Linked DNA regions of Mus musculus: regions 1, 3 and 4 are each linked to region 2. Evidence: chromatin contacts called from public Hi-C and HiChIP or PLAC-seq data. All regions are on one chromosome and are shown on one strand. Each heading gives the region's core, a stretch centred on a gene start, on an enhancer-like site or on the middle of the called end of the contact. The rest is flanking DNA. Distances are from core to core; before and after follow the strand shown. Region 1 overlaps Gm36101 (a long non-coding RNA gene). Region 2 holds the start of A330033J07Rik (RIKEN cDNA A330033J07 gene). Region 3 has its middle 24 kb from the start of Gm40940. Region 4 overlaps A330033J07Rik (RIKEN cDNA A330033J07 gene).

What was found. Hi-C and Micro-C count contacts between places; a contact is called where the count stands out from the background. HiChIP or PLAC-seq counts read pairs in DNA pulled down with a chosen protein or histone mark.
Region 1: a contact with region 2 is called in an H3K4me3 HiChIP or PLAC-seq map of embryonic basal ganglia, with 2.6 times the contacts expected there. The contact joins the enhancer-like site here to the promoter of A330033J07Rik in region 2. A contact is called at or near these places in 8 of 39 promoter capture datasets (the 3T3-L1 cell line, 3T3-L1-derived adipocytes, cranial neural crest and 5 more), 2 of 484 Hi-C or Micro-C datasets (embryonic fibroblasts and ganglionic eminence), 12 of 115 datasets of contacts at active chromatin or transcription factors (astrocytes, embryonic basal ganglia, embryonic forebrain and 7 more) and 2 of 9 other capture datasets (adipose tissue and embryonic stem cells).
Region 3: an H3K4me3 HiChIP or PLAC-seq map of stem cell-derived neural progenitor cells shows a contact between it and region 2, with 41 read pairs. The contact joins the enhancer-like site here to the promoter of A330033J07Rik in region 2. A contact is called at or near these places in 1 of 39 promoter capture datasets (epiblast stem cells) and 7 of 115 datasets of contacts at active chromatin or transcription factors (embryonic stem cells, forebrain, neural progenitor cells and 2 more).
Region 4: a contact with region 2 is called in a Hi-C map of olfactory sensory neurons, with 2.4 times the contacts expected there. The contact joins the enhancer-like site here to the promoter of A330033J07Rik in region 2. A contact is called at or near these places in 4 of 39 promoter capture datasets (cranial neural crest, embryonic stem cells, maxillary cranial neural crest and 1 more), 3 of 484 Hi-C or Micro-C datasets (embryonic stem cells, nephron progenitors and olfactory sensory neurons), 13 of 115 datasets of contacts at active chromatin or transcription factors (the NIH/3T3 cell line, craniofacial prominence, embryonic basal ganglia and 6 more) and 1 of 9 other capture datasets (adipose tissue).

Annotation. Positions count from the first base shown.
Region 1 is chr13:48,040,668-48,044,273 of GRCm38.p6, forward strand. Gm36101 (a long non-coding RNA gene) reads left to right here. Exons shown (of 7, transcript XR_873365.1): 7 at 1,476-3,128. It overlaps A330033J07Rik (RIKEN cDNA A330033J07 gene), which reads right to left. Exons shown (of 3, transcript NR_102303.1): 3 at 3,564-3,606. Among named protein-coding and RNA genes, the nearest start is that of Gm36101, 14 kb to the left of the region's middle. Within about 2 kb of position 2,099, at least 6 of the 459 cell types and tissues checked have an H3K27ac peak or open chromatin away from gene starts, as enhancers often do. A contact at or near this core is called in embryonic basal ganglia and embryonic forebrain, where this site is marked.
Region 2 is chr13:48,261,163-48,264,477 of GRCm38.p6, forward strand. A330033J07Rik (RIKEN cDNA A330033J07 gene) reads right to left here and starts at 1,461. Exons shown (of 3, transcript NR_102303.1): 1 at 758-1,461. Id4 (inhibitor of DNA binding 4) reads left to right here. Exons shown (of 3, transcript NM_031166.3): 1 at 1-776; 2 at 1,123-1,185; 3 at 1,790-3,315. The coding sequence starts at 336. The coding sequence ends at 1,167.
Region 3 is chr13:48,421,093-48,424,456 of GRCm38.p6, forward strand. No RefSeq gene overlaps it. Among named protein-coding and RNA genes, the nearest start is that of Gm40940, 24 kb to the right of the region's middle. Within about 2 kb of position 1,694, at least 19 of the 459 cell types and tissues checked have an H3K27ac peak or open chromatin away from gene starts, as enhancers often do. A contact at or near this core is called in neural progenitor cells, neural stem cells and stem cell-derived neural progenitor cells, where this site is marked.
Region 4 is chr13:48,073,460-48,077,201 of GRCm38.p6, forward strand. All of the region lies in intron 1 of A330033J07Rik (RIKEN cDNA A330033J07 gene), which reads right to left. Among named protein-coding and RNA genes, the nearest start is that of Gm36346, 36 kb to the right of the region's middle. Within about 2 kb of position 1,367, at least 23 of the 459 cell types and tissues checked have an H3K27ac peak or open chromatin away from gene starts, as enhancers often do. A contact at or near this core is called in olfactory sensory neurons, where this site is marked.

The sequences.
Region 1 (3,606 bases), core at 849-3,348, 220 kb before region 2:
CCCATACCCAACTGTCATCCATTTTGTCAGGTATTGCTCAACATCTTTGTTCACCACCACCCACTCCTGTTTCTTTGGTAACCTCTAGCCTTGAAGTTCAGCTCTACCACAAAATGTTGGACTGAACTGGTGTATTGTACTGTGACTGGGGTCAAAGTTAACCTATTGTCAACCATTTCTTTATCTTGGTCTAACTTCATACAGCCACAGGCTGGGTTGGCTGGTAACGTCTCTGAAGTCTCAGAATTCACACGTGGTCATTATCCAAAATCCTAGCCTAGTCTATAAGAGCTTGCACGATCTCTTCTTTACCAATTTCTCCAGATACTTGGTGTATATATCAACAGAAAGCCATAGCTCACGTCTAGCCTTAGCTACTCAGTTTCTATGGGAGCTTTAAAATTCATTTCTTTCTCATATCTCTTAATTAAAAAGAAATGACATCAAAAATGTTTTCACCTGTGACTCTCCTGTGCTATGCAAGTCAAAGAATGTATTAGCTACTGGGTACTGAGGCAGGAGCCAACCAGAATGGCCTTGCATCTCTCTGCTTACACCGACAGAAGCCCACAGAAAGTATCAGCCGAGTAAGTGGACAAATGGCTGATAGTGCACTCCCGGCCTGGGATTTCTGAAGAATGCTTTCTGACTCATAGCTCCTCTGTGTCTGGTAGATTTATGCATTGTAGAGTTTTAGCTATTCTTCCATGTGATGCTGACTTATGTCCCCAGCTAAATCGTAACTGGGTTGAGGACAAGGTTTCCACTATGTCCCTTTGAATCCCTGCATATGCATAATGCCTACAGTTAGCAAGGACTTTAAAGCTCTGAGTGACAGCACACAGAGCTTACCATTATCTCTGGCACAATTCTTCAGATCACTAAGGAAGGGAGTGTGTGTGTGTGTGAGAGAGAGAGAGAGAGAGAGAAAGAGAGAGAGAGGGGGGGAGGGACAGGGAGAGGAAGAGGGAGAGGGAGAGGGAGAGGGAGAGGGAGAGGGAGAGGGAGAGGGAGAGGGAGAGGGAGAGGGAGAGGGAGAGGGAGAGGGAGAGGGAGAGGGAGAGAGAGAGAGATTTAATAGGGCTGGAGACCTAGAGTCACTTCTGAATTAATTGGACTCAGAAATCAAGTATTTCACCCTTATTAGCAAGTATTTCCAGATGCATCCTGCTTCTGCTATTAATTTGGGGAAAACGTCTTCCTCTAACAAATCTTCATTCCAGCCATCAAAATGACATCAGGAATACCATCCTAGGACAAATATGTCCCTCATTAAAGGGCTCTACTTGATATGTGCTTCATTTAGCTTCTCTTTTATTCTTAGGCACCTGAAATACTTAATCCTATAGAAACATGAGTGGCTCTTGTGTGTGAACACAGACTTTTTTTTTTTCTTTTTAATTTTAAAATGAATCCATTTGGAATCGACACTTGACCTACTATTCAATTTTTTTTTTTTTTTTTTACTTTTCAAGAATTCAACACTGGCAATATTCGCTGGGCTTGGAGAGCAAGATTAACAACTAGCAATCTATCATCTTATAAACTGGCAGTTCCACACAACTGACTCTTTCCCATTAGCTTCTCCAACACGAGAGGTGCTCCACAGACGGGGAACAATGCACATCTCTTGCCATTGTTAGCAGCTTTTCATCTTGTTGCAGTGGAGGCTGGGAGAGGCTGAAGAGTTAATTTTAATAAGACCAATCAGCTCATCTTGACAATGGAGGGGAAGGAAAGGGGACAGGTAGATGACTGTATGTTTTGACATTGGACCATTAACATGCAAATCACATGCAAAATCATATGCTAACAACTTTGAGCCTTTGTTTGTGGTTGGACACTTTTCTCCCCCAAACGGACTAAAGCTCTGATGCAATTCTACACGGGAAGGCACTTTGTTAGACATCTCATGGGCTCAAAGACAAATAGGAGATGGTCTCTGAACAGTTGTCCTGACCTGTTTGGGAGAGCCAGGATGCCTTTTGATCTCACCTCATTGCCTGTTCCTTCAAAAGAGAGCGTGAAGTGTGGCAGAGAACAGGAGTCTACATAAGGCCCAGTGATTAGGACGAATGAGAGTGTAGGACAGCCTACACAGACAGCGTCCTTCATGTCACCCAGAGACTGCTGCAGAGCTCCCAGGGACGAGCCGCATTAATTATGGACTAATGACGCATTTGCATGCACATTTTTAAAAGCAGTAGTGAACATAGCCCTAGTAATTGAGGATGAGTGAGGTAAGCTGCATTAAAATGCTCTGCTGAATCTCATCTCATCCTTTTTTTTTTAAAGACCTCTGTCACCTTGGCACTCAGCAGCATACATGGGCATCCACGCAGTCTGGAGCTTTATGGTGGCTCTCTATAGATCTGGTCACTTTGGCCACCCACTTGAAACTGGTTTCCCTCTCTGCAACCGCTCACAATCACAAATGCAAGATTCTGTAAGGGGTAAAAATGCAATAGGCTGACTTTTGGCATAAGTAGGGAGATGATATGAAACAGAAGGAATCTTGATGTTAGGAGATAAGAATCACATAATGATACAGCCATTCACAGTCTAGTACAGTCAAGTATGAGTCTGAGTGACTCAGAAATCACAGCCCAAAAGATCAATACGGGAAAAGGACTGGTCTCTATGCATGGAGCCAAGGAGATCTCCAAACCACCGTGATCTCAAAGTACACAGGTGAGCCTCCTCCGAAGAGGGCATAGGCCCAAGTGAAGCCATGCATCCTGGACTCAGGGATTTGGCCAGCCATCACGTGGAAGATAAATGGCTGTGCAGGAAGTCCTTTCTGCAGAATACTTTGGTGTTCTAGGCTGATAAGAAAATTGATGTTGTGCGAATCTTGATGTGTATCCTTCCTCTTTGTCTCTCCGCCCTTTCCTCCCCTCTCCCTCCTCTCCCTCTTTTTTCTCTCTTCCTTCCACACTCATAACTATGCATACTCATAATTTTGGCATCAATGATGCATTTGAAGCAAAGGTGAACGTTGGCCCGTAGCCCATTAGGGCCATAGCTCTCACCCAGACGTCATGCTCCTGTAACTCCTTGAAAGCACAACTTTTAAAAAAATAAAAGCCTTCCTCTTGTGGAATGAAATAAAATATCATTTAAGGAAAGGAAACATAATTGCTCCTCTGTCTTCCCATAACATGGCTGACATCTCAAAGCCAATCTCCCATCCAGACACAGGAACCTGGGTGGACTAAATGTACAGAGTAATGCTTAGTAGGTTTGACTACGGAGAAGTGACTTTAAGAAACAAATGATGTAACCTGGGTGGATTTGGGAGGTGCTGGGGCTATAGTCTAACCTGGAAAAGCTATTTTCTCCAGGTAATGAGGTCTGCTGTCCACAACAGCATCTTATGGAATGGGCTCTGTTCTCCAAGTGCAAAGTCCATCATTACCAAGTCTGGAGAATACAAGCTTTCCCTTCCATTGGCCCTGCTTTTCTTTTAACCTCTCTTCTCTGAGACCATCCAGCCAAATACACTTGAATGGGCTCAAACACAAAAGCTCATTTCCTATAGTCCACACACATGCCTCAAACTCAGTTCATGAAACCCAGCAGAATTTATTTACACGTAGACCTCTG
Region 2 (3,315 bases), core at 211-2,710:
GCAGTCACCGGGCGATCCACCTTAGTCGAAGCTCAGAAGGGAACGGCTCAGGGACCAGGGTGGGCTACTTTTTTTATTTTCCGGGGCTTTTGATTTTTCTTGTCTTTTGCTTCGGGCCGATTGTCGCTCACAAAAAAAGAAAAAAAACAAAAAAACAAAAACCTGAGATACCCTTTCCAAAACCCCGAGCAGCTCTCCGGTCGATTTCTGGAGCTCGGAGCCGCCGGGTGCTGCGAGCGCCGGACGCGCAGGAGAGGGGAGCAAAGCAAATTGCGGGCGGGGACCCGGAGCTCGCTCTACCGCTTGTCGCGGTCCTCTCGCGCAGGAAGCGCGCGATGAAGGCGGTGAGCCCGGTGCGCCCCTCGGGCCGCAAGGCGCCGTCGGGCTGCGGCGGCGGGGAGCTGGCGCTACGCTGCCTGGCGGAGCACGGCCACAGCCTGGGTGGCTCGGCAGCCGCCGCCGCCGCTGCGGCGGCCGCGCGCTGCAAGGCGGCCGAGGCGGCGGCCGATGAGCCGGCGCTGTGCCTGCAGTGCGATATGAACGACTGCTACAGTCGCCTGCGGAGGCTCGTGCCTACCATCCCGCCCAACAAGAAAGTCAGCAAAGTGGAGATCCTGCAGCACGTTATCGACTACATCCTGGACCTGCAGCTGGCGCTGGAGACTCACCCTGCTTTGCTGAGACAGCCGCCACCGCCCGCGCCACCTCTCCACCCGGCCGGGGCTTGTCCGGTCGCGCCGCCGCGGACCCCACTCACCGCGCTCAACACTGACCCGGTGAGAAGCCTTGGCGGGGCACCCTGGGCATCGCGGGAAAGGTGGCGGGGCGGCGAGATACGGGTGGTCTTGCTCCTCTCAGGGAATGACAGCCGCTTCTCCCGTCTCCACCGAGAGCCGCCTGCTGGGCTTGGTGATCCACTGGTCCCTGAGCCGAGGGCGGTTGGGACTTGGAGCCCTGCGTCTCCGGAGTGTCCCTTGCATCACAGGAGGCTTCCCCAGCTTCGGGCTCGGGTGGGGACTCTGCTCGCCTGCCTAGTTTTCCAGGACGTCTCCTGGGTGGTGGCGACACTGTGATATGCGCACTCTAACCGTTTTTCCCCTTGGTGTTGGGTTGCTGTTCCAGGCCGGCGCCGTGAACAAGCAGGGTGACAGCATTCTCTGCCGCTGAGCTGCGATGGATGGCCAGGTGAGCGCTCAGGTCCCCGAATGGTTAGTGGGCTACCATGCTCGCACCTCCCCAGGGGCTGCCGGTGCCAGGCACTGCTGCGATCTTTGTCCCCTAGCATTTCGAAGCGTAAAAGCCCCGGGGACACCCATACCTCTCTGCCACCCAGTTAGCGAGACAGTCCACTTAGCTTTCCAACTCGGGGGGGGGGGATCACTCTCTGCGGAGCCTCATCAGCTGTGGTCCCCGCCGCCCTCGTTCCTCTGCCTGTGACCGACAGGCTCTGCTGGTCTCCTCTACCTCTGAGAGGACACCCTCGTGACCGTAGAAACTATCCCAGTGTCCCAAGATCTCCCAATCCTCCTCCCTCCCCTTCATGCCCAGCTGAGCGGCCTGACATCCACAAAGAGGGATGTGGGCAGAGCGCCCCGAACGTTGTCCATTGGCCTTCCCCAGCCCGCATTTGCCTCCTGGGCACTTGGCTGAGCTTCGGGCTGCGGGTGTTGCCTGACCCGGCGGTTTGTTTTGGGTTGTTGATCATGCATGTCTTGAGTTTGGTCGGTGGCGCCAGTTAGTCTGCAGCGAGAAGGTTCACACACCCCCTCTATTCATTCCTCTTCCACAGGTGTGCGGCCGCCTGAGCACCAGCGAGCCAGGAGCCCTAGGAAGGGAGGGCCAGAGCAGAAATTAAGAGAAACAAGCCACCGGAGGAAAGGGGGGGAAATCTTCAGCAAATCTAGAAACGTCGTCTCGTCTTGTCATTCCAAGAGAGAGAGAGAGAGAGAGAGAGAAGGGGAAAAATAAAACTTAAATTCACTTTTACTTTTTTTGCACGTTCACGAGCATTCACCGTACGTATTCTCTTTCGTTTCTTCTTTTATGACCGCTGTGAATTGTACGTTTCTGTGGTTATTTTTATCACCCTTTTGAAGGTGCAGTTAAACTTCGAAGCTTAAGTGTTGTCGACCAGACTGCTAAGTAGAAGAGCAATCGTGAATCCAACCTTAGAGGCTACATTGTGACAAGGGAACTGTTTTTGTTTTTGAAGCTTTACTAATATACCAGAGCACTGTAGATATGTTGTTTTACATCTATTGTTTAAAATAGATGATTATAACAGGGCGGGGAACTTTTTCTCTGCAAGAATGTTACATATTGTATAGATAAGTGAGTGACATTTCATACCCTGTATATATAGAGATGTTCTATAAGTGTGAGAAAGTATATGCGCTTTAATAGACTACTGTAATTATAAGATATTTTTAATTAAATATTTTTTGTAAATATTATGTGTCTGTTTTTTTAAAATCGATGGGAATATTTCTTTTGGAAAATTATTTTTCAGCTCCCTTGCAGAGCTTTTGCTATCTGGATGTTTTCTGTTTGGCCAGGCTGTTGATTTGGTTTTTTTGTTTTGTTTTGCCCAGTATCCAGTTTCTGAGGCTCAGAGGTAACAGCTCTCTGGTACTGGTCTTGCATGATTGCATGAGGTGTTCAATCACAAAATAAACCAGTTACGAGTCCTTTCAAATGTGCTTTCTTTAACCTAGATGGAAACCTTTGTATTTGACGTGTACATGGTAAAAACCTACCTTCTCGGGTTTTAAGTACAGGGTTTTATAGTGTAATATATAAAGAATTAAGTGTGTGGGGTTTTTATTATTATTATTCTTTTTGAACTGAGGTCAAAAATAGATTCTGAGTGAATTCGCATATAGGATGGAGAAATGCTTGGACCTTTAAGAAGTCTACAGAACTGCTGTCTTTTCAAAGTGAAAATGCTCGCCCTTCATTTTACACTAAAGCATAATGTCATGAAGTTTCATATCTGTACAGATTATTTAAATCATAGAAATGAAAAATGTTCTCTGCTTGCTACCAAAGGACAAACTCTTGGAAACGGACATTTTCTGCCCTCTTCCCTCCAAAGAATATTAATAGGCATCAGTAGGAGAAAAAAAAAAGAAAAAAAAAACATACTGGAAAATCCTTCAAGCAGGGATAAAAGTCGATCTTCAAATATTAACTTAAGTAGACCAAAAATTCTGATGACCACATCTAGATTATTTTTCTATAAAAAAATGATTTTCACTATAGCGATGTCAGTCACCACTAAGCTACTGTCCAATTCCATGTGATGTGTAACTTTTA
Region 3 (3,364 bases), core at 444-2,943, 160 kb after region 2:
CCAGGGCTACACAGAGAAACCCTGTCTCAAAAAAAAAAAAAAAAAAAGGAAGAAAGGAAGAAAGGAAGGAAGGAAGGAAGGAAGGAAGAAAGGAAGAAAGGAAGAAGAAAGGAAGAAAGGAAGAAAGGAAGAAAGAAAGAAAGAAAGAAAGAAAGAAAGAAAGAAAGAAAGAAAGAAAGAAAGAAAGAAAGAAAAGATATGATGGAGATGGAGACAGAGGAGGAGGGGAGGGGAGGGGAGGGGAGGGGAGAGGAGAGGAGAGGAGAGGAGAGGAGAGGAGAGGAGAGGAGAGGAGAGGAGAGGAGAGGAGAGACACAGGGACACAGCAAAGTGGATACCTGAAACTTAGAGGCTAATGAAAGATTCTTTGGAGATTCTGGAGAGAACAATGAAGCCAGCACCTTGAATTTTCATTTCCAACCTTCATAACCATGAAAGAATTCACTGCTGTTGCTTAAGCCACCCAATTTGTGGTCAATTGGCCTAGGAACCCTACATCGATGCCATCTATGCACATCAATATTTTCCCAGTGCTGATGACTATGAGTGTTAACGTATGGGTACGAGCAGTTCAGAATTCAACCACGGAAGGCCATTGAAGACTTTTCTAGATTTCACATAGCTACAAAAGTGAACCTCTAGTCTAGTCAGATCAAGCAAATAAAAGCTCCAACTTGTCTTCTAAAGTGTGCTAAATTGCTGGACACCTCAGCAAAGAACTCATTTCTTCCTAAGACAATGATAAGAACAGCACTGTGGAGATTATAAGGCTGTATGTGTGAAGAGTCCATGTGTAAACATGCAAGAGGTATGTGGGAGTATATGTGTGTGTGTCTGTATGTGTGTATCCATATGTGTATGTGTTTCTGAATGTATGTCTGTGTGCGTTTCTATACGTGTGTGTTTATGTCTGTGTTTATGTGTGTGTGTGTGTCTGTGTGTTGCCATATTTGTATCTGTATGTATGTCTATGTGTTTCTGTATGTGTTTGTCTCTGTGTGTTTCTATATGTGTGTGTTTAGGTCTGTGTGTGTCTTCATATGGATGTGTCTCTGTGTGTTCTGTATGTGTGTGTCTGTGTTTCTGTGTATGTCTGCAGGATGTGTTTATATCTGTGTTTACTTCTGTGTATGTCAGATATAAACGCTCCCTTTTCTCCAGCCATATGTCTGTTGATTGCTATGATGAATGGTGCCACAGGTATCTCTGTGATATGCAGCACAACTTGAAAAGAGCACCACCCCTGCTGGGTCAAGCTTTCCCTGGTGCTGTGTCTCCTTTCCTTCTCTGCTTCTCTACAGACAATATTCAGTTTATGGCAAAATTGAAATTGGCAATGGAAAGAATCCAAGCAAATAAGCTCAGCAGACTTTGCAAAGCAGGGGGAGAGGAGGGGAGGGGAGGGAAGGGGAGGAGAGGGGAGGGGAGGGGAGGGGAGGGGAGGGGAGGGGAGGGAGGAGAGAGGGTGGTGGAGGCAATGCTTTGGGAAGACAGAGACTGGGCTCAGACAACCTCACCCCGGGCTCTGCTATTCCCAGGCCATCCTGCTGTCTTCACAGAAATGGTTTCCCTTCTCCCGGGAGCTGTTTTTTTGTCTGATCTCCATCTCCAGCCAGGGACTGAATACCACAACACACAGACAAGGCATGCCAGAACTCGAGGGTTCTCCATCCTGGAAACCAATCTAAAGCTGTTGCATCCTGTGCTAAAAGCATCGATGGACGCAATGCTGCCCTGTCAGCGCCTTTCATTCTGTGCAGGCCACTGGACGCAGCTTCAGCCAGCTCCAAATTCACTTTTTGTCCAAAGAATCAATACACCTATTGAGAGGATACCCAGGAATGGCCTCTCCTCTGCTCTTCTCTGGAGCTGCCAGGCAGAAAGCCCAGCAGGCTCTGTTTTGTTAGCTGAGCTCCAGGCCTAGAAGGATGAGGCCTCATGGGGTGCCCCCTTATTTGCATTCAGTCCTCTTGGCTTTGCTTCCCTGTCCCCAGCCACAATAGTGTCCCCCTTATTAAGCTTCCACCTGTGTTGTGTGCAGTGCTACACTGAGGTAGCAAGAGAAGCAGTATAGAGCAACCAGGAGGGTAGAGGCAACATGGGATCTTCATACAGCATCATCTACTACTCGTGTTTGTACATAAGACTGACCCCAGGTACCATCTTCCCATGAGCATCCTTTCTGAAGTGGATGTGTTGCTTATAGCTGTACATAAGCAGTTTACACAACCCGGATGCTCAGGGATGCAAAGCTAAGGTATTTGTTAGCACCAACTGTTTACTTATTTGCTCATTTGCCTTATGACTAAATGTTTTCTCACTGACAATATCTCCTGTAGCCCCTCTCTTCTCTCTAGCATCTCTCCCTCTTTGTTTTCAGTATTAAAGCCATCTTTACCCACCGTGTACATACATATACAAATTTTGCTATCTATACACAAAACTGTTTCTTTTCTTTATAAAAATAGACATGTACTGTACACCTGGATTTGCTTTAACTTTAAAATATGGCGTCTAATGGTAGGTAATTGGGTCATAGAGGGCCCTCCCTCCTGATGGAGTTGATAATCTCCCTCAGAAGGTCTAGCTTTGGTGAGACTAAATCAGTATTTTAAGAGAACACAGGTTGTTGTAAACAAGAGCAAGCTTGCTCCCCTATCTCTGGGTTCTTGTTACATGATTGCTTTTGCACAAGCTACTGTCATTATAACACTATTGAGCACAGGGCCCTCACAAGAGCCAGGTAGATTCCTGAGTCTTTAGAGCCAAGAGCCAAAAGAGCACCTCTTGTCAGGCATTTTAGCACAACACAAAATGGGCTCACCTGATGTCTTAGTCAGGGGTTCTATTCCTGCACAAAACACCATGACCAAGAAGCAAGTTGGAGAGGAAAGGGTTTATTCAGCTTACACTTCCCACACTGCTGTTCATCACCAAAGGAAGTCAGGACTGGAATTCAAGCAGGTCAGGAAGCAGGAGCTGATGCAGAGGCCATGGAGGGATGTTACTTACTGGCTTGCTTCCCCTGCCTTGCTCAGCTTGTTTTCTTATAGAACCCAAAACTACCAACCCAGGGATGGCACCACCCACAATGGGCCCTCCCACCCTTGATCACTAATTGAGAAAATGCCTTACAGCTGGATCTCATGGAGGCATTTCCTCAAGGGAGGCTCCTTTCTCTGTGATAACTCCAGCCTGTGTCAAGTTGACACACAAAACCAGCCAGTTCACCCAATGACTAGATGTGTCCCTTATGTGGGTCTTCCAGAAAACATTTTATGCCTCATATTGCAAACCTTGGGAAACAAATTTTATGTTCATTTATTTATGTTTGGGGGAGGTGGACACATGCCACAGCAGTGCA
Region 4 (3,742 bases), core at 117-2,616, 190 kb before region 2:
TAGAAGGCTTTAAGGAGAGCTTAGAGAGAGGGAAGCAGACCATAGGAGAAATGAAAATGGAAGAGAAAGGACGTGCCAATGAGAAATCAATTGGAACGTAATGTGTTTGAAAATGCAACAGAGAAAGCTATTGATTTATAAACTCATTTTTATAAAATAAAATGTAAGTAACTTCATGTTAGCCAATCTGTCTCTTTCTATTGTTCTGTCCCTTTGTTCCCATACTATAAAAGCCAAACACCATTACGTGGAATAAAATTCCAATTTCTTTTCTAAATTCTAAAACCCACAAATAAAAGGCAACTGGCTCTTTCAGTAACCTTGCTGAGCTGCGATCTTTAACACACGTAAGACACTCAATGCAAATAGTGTATGTAAGCTCAAATGTATTTTCTTGCAGCTTCCTGTGTGAAATCACAGGATGAGTGGCCAGCTACATTTCAAGACTGGAAACTTCTTAGTTCCTGGAAAGTTAAATGGTCCAAGATGGCTCTTGCTGATCCAAATGAATGAGACACAATAGGCTTGGGACTATTGATTTGTAAACTAATTTTAAAATAAAATGTAAGTAACTTGATGTTAGCCAATCTGCCTTTTTCTATTATTCTGTTATATTGTTCAATCTGGAGATGGGCAAAACCACATGTCTTAGTTTGGGTTTTATTGCTGTGATGAGACACCATGGCCAAAGAAATTCTCCTAAAGGCAAACATTTAATTGGGGCTGGCTTACAATTTTAGAGGTTTAGTCCATCATCATCATAGCAGGAAGCATGGTAGTATCCAGGCAGGTGTGGTACAAGGGGAACCGAGAGTTCTACATCTTGATTTGAAGGCTGGTAGTACAAGATTGGTTTCCAGGCAAGTAGGATGAGGGTCTAAAGCCCACTCCCACAGTGGCACACCTATTCCAACAAGACCACACCTACTAATAGTGCCACTCCCTCAGCCAAGCATATTCAAACCAACACATCACCGACAGTAGAGCGGAGGATACCTCAGGGATACCAGGAAAGAACTCAAAGGCTGTGTGCTCCTCTACTGACACAGTCTAGGTGGAAAGTTCCAGTACACTAGATATACCCAGAGGTGGCATGCACTCAAACAGGGATGCACAGAGATATGCTCTAAAAGCCATAACAGGGAACCCAGAAAGAACCCCAGGAGACGCCAGCTCTAAATAAAACTGAAGAATGCTATCCATTCCCAAGTTCTTGCATTGGAGAGGAATAGCCACAGTTTTTAAGCCCAGGAAAAGATGAAGGAGGCATGAGAAGATCTAAGGTTGAACTTCAACACTGATGCCTAAGAATGAGTCAGATGAGATGGATTCATACAGAGAGGAACACTGGCTGACTTAGCTGAAAAGCAGCTTGGATGACTCACTCTCCAGCAACACCCCTCCCCTCCCCCTCTCCTCTCCCTGTCATCTCTGTCTCTCTCTCTCTCTCTCTTCCCCTCCCTATCCCTATCCCCCTCCCCTCCCAGTCTCTCTGTCTCTGTCTCTCTTTCTCTGTCTCTCTTTCTCTCTCTCTTCCCCTCCCCTCCTTCTCCCTCTCCCCTCTTCCTCTTCCTTCCCTCCCTATCTCCCCTCTAGTTTTTCTTTCCTTCTTCTTCTCCCCATCCTCTCCCTCTCTTCCCCATTCCCCTTTTCCTTTCCACAGAAAGGAGAGTATAGTCTACTATAATATACTATAATAATTAGTATTACAGTGTATACTATATAGTAAATATAGTATAATAGTTAATGACCATTATCTTTATCTTGTTAATAATGATTGGCACTCAAAGATGTCTTACAGCTAATGTGCTTCAACCTCAAAATCACAAAAAATAAAAAAAAAATAAAAAATAAAGAGGAAAACAAAGCTTAATGAGAAGACAAACAGAAAAACCACCAAGGACATCCCCCCTCCAGAGACAACAAGGACATCCCCCCTCCAGAGACACCAAGTACAACTCCCCCCTCCAGGGACACCAAGTACACGCCCCTCTTCAGCAACACCTTTTGATCTACAATCAGACTCATGACTCCAAGAGAACTCCAGGGAATGAGTTTACATAGTCAAAACCCAGAAAAGGAACTGAAGCCAAGTTTCCTCCACAGCGGAGAAGATGCTGCCTGGTGTCTACAGAGACTGGCAGAGCGCATGCAACTTTTACTTTGCCACGCTCACTGTCTGCCTCTGCTCTCTGCAAGAAGGAAGGAGATTTATCCGTAACAGATTCCAGGAATGTGTTTATCACTGTTACCATCCATTAAGTTAAGCTTTCTTTATCTCTGCAGAATAAAACAACATTTTTAAACAGTATTTGTTTTATTTTTATGTCTCTGGGTCCCGTGAGTTCTGGATGGAGGGAAGGAGAGAGGTGGGGGCAATGGGAAGGGAAGGGAGTCTGTCAAACTACGGTTTTGAAAAAGGAATCAGGCATTAGTGGCCCATACCTGTAGCCCCACCACTTGGGAAGTTCTCACAGTCAAGGTCACCTTCAAATGATTAGCATGTCTGAGACCAGACTAAGAAAGCATACACATGCACAAATGTACCCTCGCACACATTAAGTAGGGAAAAACAGGAAGGAAGGAAAAGAAGAAAAGAGTATTCTTTTAGTGACACAATAGCAGTATTTCTAACCTACAGTATACTAAGGGCAAGAATATATATTTAGACTCTTGGGGTACAAGAGAAGATTGGTATAGAGTGATACACATTCTGCTTCATCAGTCAGTTGAAGATAAAGAACAGCGACTGGGGAGCAAGAGGGAACCACAGCTCAGCAACGTTCAAGTTCATCAATGGCTCTAAAGAATATTCTGTCAGGGCACCTTCATTTCAGGGATGGGGAAATACATGGAGACCACTTCCCATGGTGGCAAGACTTGTCCACCCACAGGTTGCAGACCCAGAAAGAGCTGATGGAGCAGGCTTGCAGCCTGGTTTCTTTGACTCCAGAGCTACAGCCAACAGCCACACCTTCTACACACTCTGTAGACCAGGGCTTTTTCAACTGTTTCCACTCATGACCACTTTACCTTTAAGAAACTGTTATGGAAGTCTCACAAATAGAGATTTATAAAACTGGGTGTACAGATAAAGTATTTACTGATAATAAGTCATAAGGACATATGCTTACTAAAATAATTCTTTAGTATATGTATAATTTTACTATTTACTAAAGAAATAAAGCCAATTTGGATACTGATATGAAGAATTAGACCTTAGATGAATTTTTGATTCTGTCAGACACGGCATTTTGCACATTTTCAGATTCATTTGCTACTTTGATTTTATCACAGTGTTGAGAACAGGGTTTTTGCAGAAACACATAGTACAAAAAGCGGACATATATTTAGAGTCATTTCAAAAACTCTGCTCTAATCCCAAATAAGAATGCATGATTTTTTTTAATGAAACTCAAGTTATCGATCAGATATCAATATTTACAACTCAAACATTCTAACATGATACAATCCAAAGTTATGTTAATTCAATACTTCCCGTGCTGAAGAGAAACACCAGCAACACATGAAATGTATGTTTTCTACAATTGAGTCATTATCAGTGAAACATGCCCACTGAACATATTGTCCTCACAAGCAAGATGGCAGTGAAGCCATGTGACCCAACACAGGTAAGCCGTGATGGCCATTCATCCAGTTTAATTTGAATTGATTTTTGGTTGTTGATTGTTGCAGATCTTTTAGTTCTTGTCAAATTCATCAGGACCCACAATCAGTAGCA